Regions from separate parts of the Sus scrofa genome. Here region 1 is linked to region 2. The links are chromatin contacts, called in public Hi-C maps. All regions are on one chromosome and are shown on one strand. Each heading gives the region's core, a stretch centred on a gene start, on an enhancer-like site or on the middle of the called end of the contact. The rest is flanking DNA. Distances are from core to core; before and after follow the strand shown. Region 1 overlaps CUBN (cubilin). Region 2 overlaps CUBN (cubilin).

What was found. A called contact is a pair of places that touch in the nucleus more often than the background predicts.
Region 1: a contact with region 2 is called in a Hi-C map of alveolar macrophages, with 2.4 times the contacts expected there. The contact joins two enhancer-like sites. A contact is called at or near these places in 5 of 47 Hi-C or Micro-C datasets (alveolar macrophages, embryonic fibroblasts and subcutaneous adipose tissue) and 2 of 2 datasets of contacts at active chromatin or transcription factors (alveolar macrophages and skeletal muscle).

Annotation. Positions count from the first base shown.
Region 1 is chr10:43,226,908-43,232,726 of Sscrofa11.1, reverse strand. The region is part of intron 37 of CUBN (cubilin); the gene reads left to right. Among named protein-coding and RNA genes, the nearest start is that of CUBN, 180 kb to the left of the region's middle. Within about 2 kb of position 4,061, at least 5 of the 83 cell types and tissues checked have an H3K27ac peak or open chromatin away from gene starts, as enhancers often do. A contact at or near this core is called in alveolar macrophages, where this site is marked.
Region 2 is chr10:43,132,629-43,138,546 of Sscrofa11.1, reverse strand. The region is part of intron 60 of CUBN (cubilin); the gene reads left to right. Among named protein-coding and RNA genes, the nearest start is that of EPC1, 190 kb to the right of the region's middle. Within about 2 kb of position 2,981, at least 7 of the 83 cell types and tissues checked have an H3K27ac peak or open chromatin away from gene starts, as enhancers often do. A contact at or near this core is called in alveolar macrophages, where this site is marked.

The sequences.
Region 1 (5,819 bases), core at 2,812-5,311, 93 kb before region 2:
GGGGATGTCAAAATTTCCCCATAATGGCCTTTGGGAAGGCTGATCCATTTAGTTAGAAATGGGCATGAAAGGACTTCAGCTTTTAAACCAGAGTCCCTGATGGAAGAGAAACTCTCAGAGATTTTGCTCTAGAGTAAAAAAAGAAAAGAAGAGAAAAAGAAAAAGAATTTTCAAATATTTTACACACAAACAGCTCAATTCAAACAGCTTGAAACCCTAAATACCAACCAATTCTAAGGAAATAGCATGGTTCCAGAGGAATCAAACCAGAGGCTTTTGCAGCTAGGTGCCAGAGAATAGCCCTTTGCAAAGAAATGGGCTTAAGGCTAAAGGCTGAGCAAAAACTGGCACAGTTTCAATGAAACAGCCCCTGTTCCTGAAGGAATGAGTTGAAGGCTGTCAGTTTCAGTTGAAACAATCTGATCTCAAATCAGACAGAAGTGCCAACTGAGTGCTGGCGTAAAGAACAAAGCATTGACCAGAAAGATGAGGCTCTAAAATTGATTTCTCTGTAAAACCTGGAGAGCTTCAAATGCAGATAGAGTGTAAGCTTAGATCCAGGAGAAGGATGTGCCTTCAAACTCCAGGGTTGGCCAGAAAAGCAGTGAGGGACAATGGGATGAATCCATGAGTACCACACCTGTTTGCTTACCAGCCTGGAGCTGTCAAGAGACTCATCTGGTCCCTATACAAGCCACCAAAATGTTGATCTGAAATAAATAGAATGCCAGATATTTCTCTGGTGAAGATGGGTTTATTCAGGATCAGTGGAGAATTGCAATTCAGGGTCTTCAACTGTGGGGAGCCCAGCAAGAGAAGGAGAATGTTTTTAATAGAGGGAAAAGGAAGCTGAAAGGGTGACAGTCAACAAAGAGTCCATGGCTTTAACTGGCTGAGTTCTTGCCAAGAAAGAAGGACTTCTTTCTATAGGGCTAGACTCTTCATTGCAGAGTGTAAGAGCTCATTCTTCTGGTTTATCAACTCTATATCATTGCAATTTCTGTTTGTTAATTTTCTACAAAAATTAGTATTTGACTTGTAAAATCATTCTCACGTTCCTCTGAATATGGGCTATGGACATAAAATCAGCATCCCATCACATTTTGAGTGATCTTGAGTTAAAGTAAAAATAATAATGTATTCTCTAGAAGTCGATAGTGAAAGGAACATTGTAAGGGAAATAGGACTTTTTAAATCATCAGTAGAGAGGTATGTGCAACATACTACTCTGGTAATAGATGCTGAACAAGTATTGAATGATAAGACTTTGGTATTTAAACTGCCATTTTAAATGAAAGTTATTTGTTTTACTATATCACAGCTTATTGAGCTTTGGATAGAGTTGGTGATTCTGTTTTGAAAAGCGTATAATAAGTAACTTACTGTTGTGAGGATGGTTTTGAGGACACTGTTTATTCAGGAGTCTTGCTTCTCTCCTAGAACTGCCATTCTGTGCATCAAGAATGGGTTTTTTAGAAATGAGAGAAAATGTGTTTGTAGACCACATTCAAACATCTCAAGTTGCTTTCTTTCAATCCATCAATCAGACAGGACCTCTTTAGGGTCCAAGTGGCTTTGTGTTGAAACACTGATGCCCTCTGAGTGCCTGAAAGGCAGTGCATGTTTAAGTTGCCACAGGGGAGAAAAGTTTTGTTTGCTCTTGTCCTTAGCTAAAAGCACAAAGTTCTGTATGGGAACACACACACACACACACACATAAACTTTTGCCATATATATATATTTCTTTATTCAAAAAATATTGATTTAAGCCCCTACTATGTGCTTACACATGTAAGCACGTTACACCCATGTGAGATGCTTTGTATAGAAAGTCCATGTTACTCCTATAATAGATGCTTTGTGATGTAATAATGAGTAAAACATAAACATTGTTCTCATGATAGAGTCAGTAGTCCTTCACATGGCTTATTAGGTCTCATAACTGATAAATAAACGGGCTTTTGGGGTCTTTTTCCTCTTGGTCTTTACCACATTCACATTCTTGATCAATCTGTTGCTTAGTGGTCATCAGGAACTGGGCCAGGTCCTGGGAATATTTTAAAGAGACAAGTTCCCATTTCTTGTTAAGTTACTAATATGTTCATGTCAAAAAAAATTTTTTAAACGTAAGAGATGCATTTCACCCATAAGGGATAATCATGTCCACACATGGCCACAGTTGTGATGAAAGACGTTAAATTTTAAATGTACAGCACCAGGCTCCTGCATACCTGATGTTCAAGTTTCAAATTCTCTCACTCTGGCATTTCTAAAGTACCTTGTGTGGCAGTTCAAGGTTAAATCCAAGAGGACCACACTGGACTCTCCTCCTAAAAGATGGGAGGTAAACACAGAAAACAAGTTTCATCCATTTTACTCTGTAATAGACACAAAATCCTGATTACTATATTAAATCTTAATGCTTCATCTTTTTCCTTTTTCATCCTACAAGAGGTTAACTTTGATCATTTTGTGTTTCTTTTTATTTTTAAAGTATAATATGCAGAAGACAAGCTGTTCCTCTTTACGTAGATGATAATGAGAAGGGCTTTATGGCAAAGCCTCCAAGTTATTTCTGCCCTGGTCTAAACTATATCCAGATGGGTATTTGGAAGCACTCCTCTGGGGTGAGCGAGAAGCATATGAAAAGCAGATGGAATCTGTCAAGTTCTAAAGCATGGGGTTTGGATGGTGGACACTGTGGTGAAACTGAGTAGGGAGAAAAATCGGAGAAATCGTGGTCGACTCTATAACATAAAAGGGGGGCAAAATAAACCCCCCCCAAAGAATTTTTTTATAAAACAGATATTTAGAGGAATTAAAAGAAAATATGCTGTATGCTGGCCGAGTCCTTTTAAAATGTGATTGATCTTGGTTCAAGAATCAAAAGTGAGATAATGAGAAGCAGTGATGGTACTATTTTTGTTCCACATCATATTTTTACTAGCAGATCTGAGCCAAGACATTTGGAAACAGCATAAATTTGCTTGTAAAATGGACCAGCCTAAAACAAAGACTTCCAAGAACAATACAACTTTTTAAAAAGTTTAATTTGATTCTTACAAGTACCATTGTTTCTAATGAAAGGCCTTTTATGACATTTAGCGTTGGATTACACCAGTCTGGTACAAAAAACAGAAAAATCCTGTACTTAGTAATCTTCTAGCCCATTGGATCAGACTTTAATGTCCGTGTTGATCACCTGGAATCTTGTTAAAATTTATATTCTGATTCAGTTGGTTGGCGGCTCTGATGCTTCATTTAAACAGGCTCTTGGGTGATGCTCTGGTGCTGGACTACATGCTGCACTTTGAGTTGAAATGATTTAGGGGCAATTTCATGTAAATTACCTTCTGAGGCAAATATTTTTTTCCTGAGAATCAGAAACACAATTTTAATATATTTTAGAGTTCCCTGGTGGTTCAGTGAGTTAAGGATCCAGCATTGTTACTGCTGAGGCTCAGGTTGCTGCTATGCCATGGGTTCCATCCCTGGCATGGCATTTCTGCATGTTGTGGGTTCAGCCAAAAGAAATTAAAAAGTAAATAAAAGGACAATTTAAACATGTTTTACATTGTTCATACCATTATGGGTGATAAAATTGAGGATGAATTTAAGAGCCAAACTTGGCAGCCCTCTTAAGGATGGATTCAGATCCATTATTTGCCTAAAATTATTGTAGGTAGAAACTTTGTCTTAGGAAGAATCAAGAAATACAGTGGAGGTTCAGACACATGTGTGTTTTGTTTAGCCTCGTGTGGATTTTTTTCTGATTTCTTTTGCTGTTTAATTATCACTCACAGTTTGCTGCTAAAACTAGGTCTAGAATATGGATCTAGATGATCTCTACTGGAGTAACCTTGATGAGATTGTGAGAGCCACAGACCCACCATCTGGCCAGAGCCCTACCAATGCTAGTATCTGGCCTGAGAAGCTAGTGGTAGAACGAACTGACCAGTTTGCTCCCAGGCTCTGACTGATGGTGAAACCTCAGAGATGTGTGTGGTACATCCATCCCACTGCGGGGCGTGAGGTCCCAGAACCTCCAGGCTGCTAGTCTGTTATCTTAAGCATCCTAACCCTTTTGCTGAGATAGGGCCCAGGAAGATGCTGGACTTAGTACTAGTGACTAAAAGATACACGATAGAGAAGTAAGTTTTCCATTCCTGAGTTTTTTTTTAATTTCCTTCCCAACAGTTTTTTTCTATAGTCGTATCAGACAGTCCTTTCTCTTCTCTTCTCTTCTCTTCTCTTTCTCTTTCTCTTTCTCTTTCTCTTTCTCTTCTCTTTCTCTTTCTCTTTCTCTTTCTCTTCTCCTTCTCCTTCTCCTTCTCCTTCTCCTTCTCCTTCTCCTTCTCCTTCTCCTTCTCTTTCTCTTTCTCTTCCTCTTCCTCTTTCTCTTCCTCAGGCCACACCTGCAGCATACGGAAGTTCTCAGGCTAGGGGTTGAATCAGAGCTGCAGCTGCTGGCCTAAACCACAGCCACAGCAATGCAGGATCTGAGCTGCATCTGTGACCCACACTGCAGCTTGCTGCAATGCCAGTTCCTTTAACTCACTGAAGGAATCCAGGGATCAAGCCCCTATCCTCATGGATACTAGCCAGGTTTTAACCCACTGAGCCACAACCGGTGGTACTCCAGTTCTTTCCTTTTTTATTAATCTTGTCCTTCGCAGAAAAAAACTTCTTTCAGTTACTTGTGGAAAAAGAAGAGTTTGCACTCACTTCATTTACTTTAAAAAAAATTAATGACTTTTTTCTTTAAAAATTAGTATTAAATAAATAAAATATTACAGGGCAGCAAAACTTTTCCATCCATATCCCTTTACCTTCTTGTCAAAGAGATAACCCATATTTTCAATTTTATATGTATCATTTCCTTAATTACTTTATTTTTTCCTCCTAAAACTTATCACAGCCTCTCTGTATTTCCGTTTATTTGCTTATTATCTGTCTCTCTTTCTAGAATATAAGGTTCCCAAAGGGAGGAACATTGTCTATTTTCTTCATCATCCCATCGCAGTGTCTAGCAATGTAGTAGAGAGTAAAATATTTATTGAGTGAATGTTGACTAATTTATCATTCCTAAATTTTTGTTTGCTGGTATAAGAAAAGCTTACTAATTTTTTGCATACTACCTTATCTAGTAAACATTCTGCTCTCTAGAATGACAAAAATTTTGTCTCTTGTCTGCTGCTCTACCTTCAGTTCCTAGACAAGGACCTGACATTTTAAGGTGCTCAGTAAATAGTTATGAATGAATGAACACCCTTGAGTATTGCTTTATAGCACTTCTTTTCCAAATCTTACAACCATTTCCCCCTTTCCCTGCCTATTGTCCTGGAAAACCTTTTAGCATATTATGCAACAAAGTGATAAGAATATGCTTTCTTGTGTTGTTTTATATTTAGAAGAAATATTTTAAAACTTTCACCTCTAAGCATATTTCTGTAGTAGGTTGGAGGGCATTTCTTATCCATTTGAAAAAAATTTCCTTCTATTCCTAATTTTCTGTGAGTTTTTATAATGAATACATGTTCAGTTTTAGCAAATACTTTTCTGCAATTGTCGCTGATTCTTCCTTAGTATATTTTTGAATCTATTTTTCTCTTTAGTCTTAATTGTTCCAATAGATCTTCTCATCTTAAGCCATTGTGAGTCCAGCTTGATTAAGATCTAAATATTTTACAGATTGATGGTTTCATTTTACTAATATTTTATGTAATATTTTTTATCTGTATTGTTAAGAAGATTGACTTAAACTTTTTCTTTCTTTGACCTCCCTTGACTGATTTTGTTCTCAAGGTTATACTAACTTA
Region 2 (5,918 bases), core at 1,732-4,231:
GTTGCAAATAGTGCTGCAATGAACGCGGAAGTACATGTGTCTTTTGGAGTCATGGTTTTCTCTGGATAGATGCCCAGGAGTGAGATCACTGGATCAAATGGTAGTTACATCTTGACCAAGTAGAATCTTTCAATCCACCATTTATTTAGATCTTCTTTAATTTCTTTCATTGCTTTGTAACTTTCAGCACACTATTCCTGTATGTGTTTCATTAATTGTGTACCTGAGTATTTCATTTTCTTTAGAGCAGTTGTATATTTAACTTTGGTTTCCACATGTTTGCTGTTAGGATATAGAAATGTGATTGATTTTTGTGTGTCGTTTTTATATCTGGAGTTCTTGCTGCCCTTACTTATTAGTTCTAGGAATTTTTATGTAGATTCCTTGGGATTTTCTCCATCTGCAAATAGTGGCAATCTTATTCCTTCCTTTCCAGTCTATTTTTTCCCCCTTGTCTATTACCGTGGCAAGAGTTTCCAGTACTTTGTTCAATGAGAATGGTGAGGGAAAGTATCCTTGTTTTGTTGCTGATCTTAGGAGGAAAGCATTTACTTTTTCACCATTAAGTGTCACATTAGCTATAGGGTTTTTTAGATGCTGTTTTCGTTTATGTCATGAATGTACATTCGATCTTCAAATCCTCTTCCCGCATCACTTGGCATGATTACATCATTTTGCTTAATAAGCCCATTAGGTTCCTCTGCATTATTTCTCTTGATTGTTGCCCACACACCACAAAGATTTGGAGGTGCAAGTGGTCTGGCCAGTGGTTGTTCCCGCTGGGAAGTGCTACAGCAGCACCAGGACAGAGCCACTGGTCTCACTGCACAGAGATGGAGGCAGGCAGTCTCTCCAGGCAGGAGCGTTCATTTCAGGACGGGAGTGGTTCTGGCTCAAAGGATATTCCCCCAAACTGACAGCGCCTCAGGTCAGAGGTTATAGCTCTATGGGGCGCTCATAGGGATCCATTCTGGTCCATCTCCCCAGTTGAAAAATACTCCCACTGGTTGCCTCAGAGATCACAGTCTTGATCGCAATCAAGAGTCAAGTTCGTAGCAGTGTGCAGCAAATTTGATTCACATCCTTAGAGAAAGCGGGCTAGCCTGAGGTAGAGACTGCCTCTGACTGCAACTGGGTCTTTCCATTATACAGTGGATGTGTTTGGAGACCCCAGTTCTCCCACCCCAAGCCCACCAATTTCCCTGTCCCAGCCCCCCTGTGCTATGCATAAAGGCTGAGTGTTGTTTGATCTCTGTATGGGGGCACACAGGTTTTGACCCTCCAATTGGTTTTGGGCGGGATGCCTTCTCTGCATGGGGAATAGGTCATAGGGCAGTGCTCTGACGAGCATGTGTCATTGGTATAGGAAAGTGCTCCGAAGAGCCTGTCTCTGGTACCTGCATGTGTCCTCACTGCTTGATCACAAGCCTCCTGCTTTTGGTAATGATAAATGGCCTGTTCTGAATCACTTGGGTCCAAGGCCCTATCCTATCCTACCTAACAAGTCCTTTGTAAAATTTCAAGGACTTCCTAACATGGCTCAGTGGTTAAGGAACACGACTAGCATCCATGAGGAAGTGGGTTCGATCCCTGGCCTTGATCAGTGGGTTAAGGATCTGGCATTGCTGTGAGCTGTGGTGTAGGTCACAGACTCAGCTCAGATCTGGCATTGCTGTGGCTATAGTGTTGGCCGGGGCTTCAGCTCCAATGGGACCCCTAGCCTGGGAACCTCCATATGCCCCATTGCAGCCCATTTTCATGAAATGCCCTGGGACTACTGATGCATACATAAAGTGCTTTCAGTAATACCAAAATAATGCAAAATAAATTAAAAGTTACTGAGAATTCTCTTTATCCTAAGTTGTTTATATGTCACATTGCTCTTTAATTTGTGACTGTCACTACTGATTAGCTGCTGATACTACTTTTCTTTCAGTAAATTACCTTTCGTTTAGTATTTTAGTTTTATGCTTCCCAAATATGACCAGAATAACTACATATTCTGAGTTAAATTAAGCTGAGTCTCAAATTAGGATATCCAAAATGAGTCACATTGAGTGAAATTATTAAAAACAAACAAAACATCACTCAGATTACAAGCGCCATTAAGTTTCTTTTCTCTTGCGCAACATAAATACTTTAAAAGTGGTGAATGTTTAAGTTTTTGTAGAATAATAAAGGCAATTTACTTTTTTAGCAAAAAAAAAGAATATGTTCATGTGAAATTTAGTTGAACTTTTTAAAGGAATTCACTTCTTTAGGGCAGTTGCAAACTGCAGCTTTGAACTTTACAGCAAGATGCAGGCAACTAAAGCCTTATGGAGCTTCCGTGTCCCTAAGGCACCAGCTTTCAATGCGTGTGTGTTCTGTTTCCTGTGCTTCATCGAGCTTCCTTCAACTACAGCCTGAAGCCTTAATGGGTTCCCTGGAGAACAGGAAAATGCTTGAAGTCAGGCGGATCCTTATCTGAAAGTACAGCTAGCCACCCACCATCTGTCCAAGTAGTGGTTGTCCAGAGATGGTTAGAGATCCTATCCAGAAGACCTGCATAAAATGTCAGCCCCCTGTAATGTCAGCAGCGGAAATGTCAGTTCCCAAGATAATTATTTGGAAATGTATCTGACTGCACTGAAGCCTTCAAGATGTTTTCTCTTAGATAATACAGCTAATTCTTATGGTCAGATTCATTCCAGCTTGAACTTCACTTGGAAGGTTAATCATTGGAGAGAAATCCTTTAGGATTCAATTACTGATTTTTAATTAGGTCGATCTGGACCCAAATATATGCTACGGGTATATATTTCCAATATGTCTTTCACCAACCATTTGCTTTCTCTAAAGCCATCCCTCTTTCGTAGGAAGTGTTTCTGATTCGGTGTGAGGGTTAGAGTGATATTTGCTCTCTGTCTGGCACGGGGAGTGTTGCACAGAGCGCTTCTGACACAGCAGGCTGGTGGATACGGAGCGCTTCTGACACAGCCGGCTGATGGATGGGAGTTCACTGGATGGTAGAACAATGTGGGATAACGAGGAAGATGATAGACTGGTGGTGCTAAAGAACACGTCAATGCTAAGGTCATACACTCGCTCAAAAACAGGAATTTTAAAATACCATATAGTAAACAAGTATAGGAAACCATTTCATCGTCTGAGTCCTCCCTTGTTCTTCCCGTATATCCTGCCATTGTTGAAATATAGAAATTGTGATGTGGCAAGAGCATTTGTTGGCAAAGAACTCTTCTTTGATGAATATTCATCTTTATATTCCCCCAAAGACACACGCTGTGGGAGGAGCAGGAGCACAGAGCAGTTGTGCCATGTTTCCATTTCCAAGTGGGTGAATCAGAGCAATTATAACCATTTTCCGTGCCACACAGACACCGAAAGATGTTTATCATATAATATCCATATAGAATGTGAATTGTATTATCCACTCATAATGTTATATTTGCTTCAGTTACTTGACTATTTATTCACACAACATTGTATTTACTCATATGATACTGACATAGAACATGAATTGTCTAATTCCCGCCGTAATGTTCTATTACTTCAGTACTTGCCTATTTCTTCATACAATGCTATATTTACTCATAAAATATTCACAGAATATTAATTGTACAATTTACTCCACAATGCCACATTTATTTCAATTACTTGATATTTATTCATACAATATTATATTTACTCATATAATATTCATATAAAATATGAATTGTATGATTCACTCAATGTTATATTTACTTCAATTACTTCACTGTTTATTCATATAATATTATATTTACTCACATAATATTATTCATAAAGAATATGAATTGTATAATTCCCTCATATAATATTGTATTTACTTCAATTACTTGACTATTTTGGCCAGGATTATCTGATGATAAGTTTAGTTCTCCATTTTCTTTATTCTGTGTGTAGATTTTATGAATTAAGCAATGTGCTCTATTACAGTTTGATAACTCAGAGTAGCTATTTTTGTACTTGTCCGCTATTGCCACACTGATGCTGCATAACGAACCATCCAAAATTCAGTGGCTCATACCACTGAAGCATTATTTTATCACTTACGGGTCAGCAGGCTGGTTTGCCTGCCTGTTCCAGGAGGCAGGCTGACTGTGCCTGGCTCCACCGTACAGACTGCGGTCAGGTCAGCTCTCCACGCAGGTACCCAGGGCGTGAGCTCTTGGTGGATCGAGGGAGCATGAAAGTCCAAGCCCAAAACACAAGCACATTTAAGGCCTCTTCCCACCTCATGACCACAGCCATTCCATTGCGTAGAGCGAGTCGTAGGGTGGAACCTAACATCAAGTGAATGGAAGAATGCACTCAGTCCATGCTCCGGCACTGCTGAGAGAGACTGCAGGGTTAGGAATCATGCAGGCACCACTCAGTCTATGCCAGTGCCCACCAGCATCTGCAGGTTCTTGATCCGGAATTCCCAGAAGCCAGGGTGTCTCTGTCTTAGGACCTCAGTAGCAGCAGTACCAGCCTTATAGAATAAGTCTGTGCAATGGCACTCGCTGTGCCCAATGCATTTGTCATTCTGCCCTTATAAACTTAGTAGCAACAATTAATAAACAAAGGGCGATAAAATATATAGCTTGAATTTTTTTAAATAGCATTTTGTTTTGGGAGCTGATACAGTCATAGAAATAAAGCCCAGCAGCATGGTTTTCCTGAATACAGACCTCCAATGCTGCACTGCCCTTTGCTGCCTCCAGCCCAGACCGTGGCCATGTCCTTGGGCCTCGCCTCCGCCAGTCCCTCCTTTATGCATAAATGCTGCCATCAGATCCATTTCTGGGTCAGACATGAGGAGAAGGTGCGATCATTCAGACCCCACCACTCCTCTGATCAAAAACTGTTCAAGGGGACCCATTATCCATAGGATGAGGTCTAAAGGTCTAAAAATTCTATAAATTCTTCTCCGCTTAACCTTGAGTTACAAGGTCTTTCAGCCTGGAATTGCCAATTCCAATCCTATTTCTAAAGACACAGATCAAATATCACCTCCTTCTTGAACATTCTAGATCCTTACAACCCAAAGTAATGTCCTTCTTCTTGCAAAGCTCACAAGACTTTTCCTGACTCTTTTCTGGCACCTGTCCTGTTCTAAATCGCATCACCATTATTTATCTATGATTAATCACTGCTGTTGGACTATCTTTCATCTCTTCCCATCTCAATACTAACTATATTTCCTTGACTAGTAAAACAATACGAAATAGATAAATAAATTTCTCAATCATTAGTAGCCTCAGTGAGTAATGGTTCTTCCCTGCCTCACAGGTCAATATGCTGAAGTGGTTTCCTTAAATAACAATCAGTCCACACCGGAGTAAAACTGTGTGAATTTCAATTCTTTCTTTACTTTGCAGGCCTGTTTCATAGGAGCAGAGTGATTAGTGTTGCTTTGGTTTCAGAATAATGTCCTAGATGCCATCAATGGATATATCAGGGGCTGGGCCTTTGGAAGCATTTCAACTCCAGGAAACATCCGACTGTGCCAATAATCTGTAGTTTTACTTGACTCAAAAGCTCTAACAGAATAGCCTGACCAACCAAATAAGGCCTCTGTACTGAAAAAACGCTCTGCACATTTGATACCCTTTGCCTCTGAGCTTTGCAGCCATTGTTTGCCTTTGTTGCCAAGAGCCAAGTCTTGGCTCATAGCGCCCCCTAGTGTTGAAAGCAGCCCTCTCACTGTTAACAGAAAATGAATGGAGTGAGACCAAGTAAATGGAAGGCCAGTGTTAGTGAAATTTAACTGTAACCGTGAAACCTGGGTTTTTTTTGTTGTGGTGGTTTTTTTTTTTTTTTTTTTTTTTGGTTGGTTGTTTTTTGGCTTTTTAGGGCTGCACCTGGGGCATATGGAAGTTCCCAGGCTAGGGGTCAAATCAGAGCTACAGCTG